Linked DNA regions of Mus musculus: region 1 is linked to region 2. A link is a contact called in public HiChIP or PLAC-seq data. All regions are on one chromosome and are shown on one strand. Each heading gives the region's core, a stretch centred on a gene start, on an enhancer-like site or on the middle of the called end of the contact. The rest is flanking DNA. Distances are from core to core; before and after follow the strand shown.

What was found. HiChIP or PLAC-seq counts read pairs in DNA pulled down with a chosen protein or histone mark.
Region 1: an H3K4me3 HiChIP or PLAC-seq map of the 230-238 cell line shows a contact between it and region 2, with 47 read pairs. The contact joins the promoter of Acot13 here to the enhancer-like site in region 2. A contact is called at or near these places in 1 of 39 promoter capture datasets (liver), 6 of 484 Hi-C or Micro-C datasets (conventional dendritic cells, double positive thymocytes, germinal center B cells and 3 more), 14 of 115 datasets of contacts at active chromatin or transcription factors (the 230-238 cell line, CD8 T cells, the HPC-7 cell line and 8 more) and 3 of 9 other capture datasets (adipose tissue, liver and pancreatic islet).

The regions. Positions count from the first base shown.
Region 1 is chr13:24,829,694-24,833,039 of GRCm38.p6, reverse strand. Acot13 (acyl-CoA thioesterase 13) reads left to right here and starts at 1,551. Exons shown (of 3, transcript NM_025790.2): 1 at 1,551-1,814. The coding sequence starts at 1,734. It overlaps Tdp2 (tyrosyl-DNA phosphodiesterase 2), which reads right to left and starts at 1,381. Exons shown (of 7, transcript NM_019551.2): 1 at 1,111-1,381; 2 at 945-1,030. The coding sequence starts at 1,308.
Region 2 is chr13:24,784,840-24,788,171 of GRCm38.p6, reverse strand. No RefSeq gene overlaps it. Among named protein-coding and RNA genes, the nearest start is that of BC005537, 15 kb to the left of the region's middle. Within about 2 kb of position 1,846, at least 121 of the 459 cell types and tissues checked have an H3K27ac peak or open chromatin away from gene starts, as enhancers often do. A contact at or near this core is called in the 230-238 cell line, CD8 T cells, the HPC-7 cell line and 4 more, where this site is marked.

The DNA of each region.
Region 1 (3,346 bases), core at 302-2,801, 45 kb before region 2:
AACTAATCAAACTTGAAACAAACCTGTCTCAAAAGAAAAACTATCGTTCTTTGGCAAGAGGAGAGCAGATAAACTATGCAGAAACAAGGAGACTTACAGGTTACCATTCTTCAGGAGAAAATCTCTACCTCTGTTTTTTTTCTAATCTTCAGTTTACATATCACCAATATTTCAGGTCAGTAAGTGTATTTCAGTAGCCAGGGTTTCACAAACCTTTAATCCCAGTACTGGGCCAATGGAAGGCAAGCCTTGACCACAAAGGAGTTCCAAGTCAGCCTGGACATATATGGCTCAAATAAAAAGTTCGGGTAGGGAGTGCTGGAATCAGATGCAATGCTAGCAAAAGGGAGGCTGGAAGAGAGCTGGAGGTCAGGATTATTGCAAGCCTCTGTCTCGAAAAAGAACAAATAACGGTAACATTAAACAAAAATTCCATCCCAGTGTGGTGGTGGGCACTCTAAATCCAGCCCATTCGATTCTGAGGCAGGTAGATCTGTGTTTGAGGCCAACCTAGTCTACACACCAAGCTCAGGCCAGCCAGGGATAAAGGGTGAGGTTCTGCCTCAAAATACATAAAATAATCTTCAGGTTTAAGAAATAAGATAAAATAAAATAAAATAAATCACGTTGGAAGCCAGTTCTAGTATGTGCCTTCAACGTGCCAGCACTGAGAGGGCAGAAGCAAGCTGATCTGAGTTCGAGGCCAGCTTGGTTCAAATAACGACGAGTTCCAGGCCAGCCAAGCGCTACACAGTGAGACTCGTCCCAAAACAACAAAGACAAGTCCCGCTGGGAAGTGACCCTGCATCCTCGGAAGCATTCCCTGAGATTTCCAGCTCTGGGGCGCCGGCCGCCCTTTTCCAGGTCCCGGTCCTCGGACGCCCAAGCCCAGCAGGCGGTCCCTCCCCGCCCTCGGCGAGCAGCCCGCGACCCCCGTCGCTTACTAGGCCTCGGACTTGAAGGACGTGGGAGGCTGGCGCGGCCACCCTTGGTCGTTCTCTGGCAGCTCGAAGTAGGCGCTCAGGGCTTTCTGAAAAGCAAAGGCACAAGGCTGCAGGGCGCGCCCCGCCTCCCGGGGGAGAGCGGCGGAAGCGAGAGACGCGAACTGACCTGCGTCTGCCAGTCGTTCTCCCGCAGGACGCTGGGGACCATCGTGGGGTCGCATCCCCCCACCAACGCAAAGCCCAGGCACTGAAGCCGCCGCCTCTTCACCCGGTCCTCCTCCGCCTGTGCTGCTTCGGGCGCCGACGCCGCCCGCCCTGCCGGCCCTGCGGGCTCCGCCGCATCGGAACTGCTGCCAGACGCCATCGCCGCAGGGTCCCCTCAAAACACCCGCTCTTCACGCTGCTTCCCGCGCGACTGATCGCGAACGCCGGAACCTGCGCAGGCGCGCAGCGTGCAAGCGCGTCCGCGTCAACCTTCCGGCAAGAAGACCGCCCTCTCTGGTCCCCGTCCGCGGCCAGCGAGGCGCAGATGGGGAGGGGGAGGGGGAGGGGAGGGGAAGGAGGGGCCGAGGAGGCCTGAAGGTTGCGCGTGCGCGCTGGGGCGCTAAAGAGTGAAGGTAACCCGTGATCATCTAGGACCAGGGCGACCGGGGCGCGCGATCCTTTCTCCCGAGCACGACGCGACAGCGGCCGGGCTTGCAGACTTGACCTTCCACACCCTTGTCCTCTCACAAACGTCTCTTCCAGAGTTCATTCTCGCAGAGCCCAGACTCTTGCTTTGCGTCCACGATGAGCAGCATGACCCAGAACCTACGAGAAGTAATGAAGGTTATGTTCAAAGTTCCCGGTTTTGATAGAGTTTTGGAAAAGGTATATTTATTGTAGGCGAAGTATCTGGTGAAGGGGACGAACCTAGTAAAACACCTTAGTGGCCTCGCAAACGCAGGGGAAGTGCGTGGCGTGGATTCTCATCGAAACGTAAATAAGCATGTTTGGTTTTTTGTTTTTTGTTTTTTTTTTAACCAGCAAACTGTTGGAGTGTGTGGAGAAAAAATGTCAGCGTACCATTTAAGGGACGCTGGAGCCTGCAGGGCTAGTATATAGGAATTGTTTCTTAAGAGTCAAGGAGGTTTGAGGTACGGAAGTGAATGCGAGAACCACCTGTACGTGTGTTGTATTTCTTGCTTTTGAGACTAGGTCTTTGTAACTAGGTCTATGTAACTATGTAACGTTTGTTGGCTGAGAACCCTTGTAGTCCAGGCTGGCCTGGGAGTCTACAGAGTTAACCAGGACCAGTGCCTGCACCCTGCCATTCCACATGAACTAACGTAGACTACTGTTTTCCAGACTTTATAGACATTGTGTTCTATAGGAAGCAATCCTTAATAAATATCCGTAGCAGAAGTCCAGTGCGTGGTATTGTCAGAGTAGAAAGACACTTAACCTTAGAACTTGCTGCAGACTTTTTAATAAATGTTTTAATGCACGCATGTCTATTTTTCTGATTAAGAAAAAATACTTGGAAATTTAAAAAGAATTTGGGCATGAAATATAAATTTTGGTCAACAACAGGCATTTGAAATCTTTTTCCTGAACACGCCCCCTCTTAGAATTTTTTAACTATGTTCATAAAGTGTCAAAAAAATAGGAAATAACCCTTAGGTAAATATATTTAATGTTTTCCAATAGGAAATATTTCAAAACTAAGGACAGCATTTGACAGTGACTTTTAGAAAGATAATATTACCTAAAAAGAATTTTAATGATTTAAGAGGAAATTTTAATTCTTTAAAAACAACCAAAAACAACTTTATGAGGACTGGGATGTAGTTAATCCAAGCTTGCAGGTGGGAGCCCGTCATTGACAGGGTTGCAGGTGGGCACCTGTCGTTGACAGGGTTCCATAGCCACTTCTCCGTAAGCTTTCCTCACCCTCCTGGGTATTAGAATATTTTGTAACGTATTTATTTGGTTTTATTTATTTATTTATTTTCTATTATTTATTTAAGTTCTATCCAGAACTTGACATGTAGACCAGGTCATCCTGGATCTCACAGAGATTGATCAGCCTCTGCTACTTGAGTATTGGGATGAATAGTATGTGCCACAGCATCTGACTGTTTTTTTGTGAGGTAATTTTGACATTGGTTTGATTGCCTTTGAGTAACTAATTAAAATTCTCATACCTACGTTCAGCTTGGTACCTGCCTGTAATTCCAGGCTAAGGGAGGCTGATGCAGGCTAGCTTGTAAGCTAGTTACATAAACAAATCCCTCAAAAAAAAAAAAAAGTGATTTTTTTTTTAAAACACTTAATAGTTGAAAATTAGCATAAATCTCACATTTGTAGTATGGCTAGCCACACTGCACAAGTTTATTATTTATAGGTAGCAGCTAGTGGCT
Region 2 (3,332 bases), core at 597-3,096:
CAGAAGTGGGTGTCAGATTTCATTACGCATGGTTGTGAGCCACCGCGTGGTTGCTGGGATTTGAACTCAGGACCTTTGGAAGAGCAGTCAGATCTCTTAACTGCTGAGCCATCTCACCAGCCCCAGGATTCTGTCTTGAAGTAAAAGAATACTTTTCCTTTCTAGACAGACCCTAGCTTTCCTGATATACTTGACCTTTGAGCCCAAGGTCAGGGGGATGCAGCTTGGTTTTGTTTGTTTGTTTCTTTCTTCCTGGCAACCTCCGTGTGTGTGTGTGTGTGTGTGTGTGTGTGTGTGTGTGTGTGTGTGTGTGTGTGTGGCATAGCAGGACATCACCTGGTGAGGATTAGGGAACTCCCAAGAACAGAACATTTTTTTCTTTCTGCATTTACTTGCCTAGGATTTTATTCCATACTTCATTTCACACTTATTTCTGAAAATAATTTTGTCATATGGTGTGTGTGCGTATTCCTGCTAAAAATAATCCACCCTGTGTAGTGTAGATGATACACGCCTAGGAACACATCTTCTGCATGCCCGGGAAACCTTCTTCTGGCTTCCCATGTGCAGCCCATGCTTTCCTCGTAGGCTGTCTTTCCCTGGTCCCTCAACCTTTCCCATCTACGGGCTCTTTTCTAGCACCATTTAAACACTCACACCTTTTCCCTCTTGGTTTGCCAGACTTTATTTTTCAGTGCTGGGACTGAACCCACAGAGTTAGTTTTCTGACTCCACAGAAGCGCATGCTACTCCTTTCCTGACCTACTGCGTGAGACCTATCAGACCACTAAATCTCCCTTAGTCGATCTGACAGCAGGTTCTTATTGATAAAGGAATAGATATATTTATATGTACTTCTTTTATTTTTGCAGGGGATTGGAAGCAGGGCTTTGTGCATGCTAGGTGAACATTTTCCCACTAAGTTATATCCCTGGCTCTCATTTTAGTTTTGTAGACAGTCTCACTAAGTTGCCCAGGTTGGCCTTGAACTCATGCTTTAGCCCAGGTGTGCAGTGAACTTTCAGTCCTCCTGCCTGAGCCTCCCAGGTCGATGAATTAAAAGCCTGCACCAACAGGTCATGCCATATTGCTTAATTTTTTATCATTAACCAACACTTAGATCCTAAGATGCTTGCTTTCAGCTCAGCATAGTGGCACACACCTTTGATTCTAGCACTCTGTAGGCAGAGGCAGGCAGATCTCTGAGAGTTCAAGGCTAGCCTGGTATACACAGTAAGATCCAGGACAGCCAGAACTACATAGTGAGACCCTGTCTCAGAAAACAAAACAAAACATGCTTCCTTTCAAGATGCCAGTGCTGTCCTGCTGTCCTGCTGTCCTGCTGTCCTGCTGTCCTGGTTTGATTGTTTTACAGCCCTTCCTGTCAATGATCTTCACAAGTAGGTCCTGGGTCTTCTGTCAAATCTCCCTAAATTATCCATCTTTGCAGCAAGGACAGCAAGACTCCAAATGTAGAGGGATTTGTTCAAGCTTGCATTGGGTGATACCACCTATCAGACTAAGGCACAAACTAGCCTTATTCTGTGTAATATCTAAATCGGTCTATTTCATGCTTGTTGTGTGGGGCACTGGGGATACCGGGCATTAAGATGCTATCTTGCCTCCTCCTCTGCCTCTTGCAATCTGTTTACCCTTTCCTGCCCCTTGCCTGCCCAGCTCCATCACACATCAATGATTTGTTGATGGCTCACTGCATCTAGAAGAGTTTTCTTGATCCTAGGCCTGTGTAGGCTCCTCCTCCTCCTGAATTCTCTGCTGTGCCTTGTGACAGTTCATTTTCATGGTCGACTTCACCGGATTTAGATTCACCTCAGTGACTCATCCTAGGGTGGGTGGGGGAAGGTGCTCGCTGAGCGGTTGGCTGAGAGGACACCACTTACCCTGGGTGACACCTTCCTTGGCGGGAGTCCTAGACTGAATGAAACAGGACAAAGGAACAAGTGAGCTCGGAAGCAGCATTCATCTGTCGTCTGTGGATGAAATGCACCCGCTTTCCTCACAGGCTGTCGCCACATGCAGACTGTGCTCTCCTCTGCCCTCCCCACGTGCTCTCCTCTGCCCTCCCCACCTCCCTAAGTCCCCTTCGTCAGGTGTTTTGCCACAGCAGTGAGAGAAGTAACTCCCACATCCTCTTCCTATTTTCTTTCATTTCTCACATCTTCTGGCGACCCCTCACTTCTCCTCTTCCCATGAGGCCTTTCTTTCTAAGTCTCGAGGTTGGCTCTCTAGTTTAGTCAAAAAGTAGAACCACCACTGTCTCCATTGCATTTCTGTTGCTGTGTTAAAAACCCAGACCCCCCCCCAAAAAAAATCGACTTAGGGGAAGAAGAGTTTATTTAGCTCCCAATTTCAGGTTACACCCCAATTGTAGCAGAGATGTGAAGGCGGAAACTTGAGGCAGCTAGTCCCATGACATCCACAGTCAAGAGCAGAGGGAAATAAATGCATGCTTCCTGTTCATTTATTTGTTCTTATACAACCCGGCACCCAAAAGCAGGGATGTGACACCCACTTTTGGGTCCAGTCTTACAGCAGTTAAAAGCAAGCAATCGAGACAATCACTCACAGACATGCCCACAGGCCATCCTGATCTTCACAATTCCTCCTGGGAACCCTCTTCCCAAGCGATTCTGAGTTGTGTAAAGTAGACAGTTAAAGTTGGCCATCACAGCCGGGGTAACAGGAGTCAAAGTAAACCTTCCATTTCCTCAGGGTGTGGTCCTTAGTGTGCCCATGGAGGCCAGCAGAACCATGGGCGTGGTCCTTAGTGTGCCCATGGAGGCCAGCAGAACCATCTTCAAAACTCATAGTCCCAACACCTGGCATGAGGGTTTTACTAAGAATTTGTTTGCTTTATGAATAAGGAGAAAAATGAGACACTTCACATTAAATATTTGAATTGATACTTGAGAAGTGTTATCTTCTCAAGCAAAGAAAAAAAAATTACTACAGGAGCCTTATTCTGTGTGGAGGTAGACGAGAAGCCTACTGTCTACCCCATCCAATCTGCTCATTCTGTTTGCTTTAATACAGTCCATGTTTAGGGAGACAGACTAAAATCCAGTCATCTTTGTTATTGAACTTCTAAGGGACAAGCTGGTTGTGGTGATGCGTGTCTGAATTCCTGACACCTGGGAGGCAGGAGCAGGAGGATGCAGAGGTGAAAGCCAACATGGGCCGCAGAAGGAACTCAAGGCCAGCCTGAACTTGTGAGGCACTGCCTCAAACAATAGTTTGAAAGAATACTGTCTAGCTATGAACTAAAGTTAAGTTTGGTCAACAGATGAGATAAACTCAATGCAGAAGGTTAA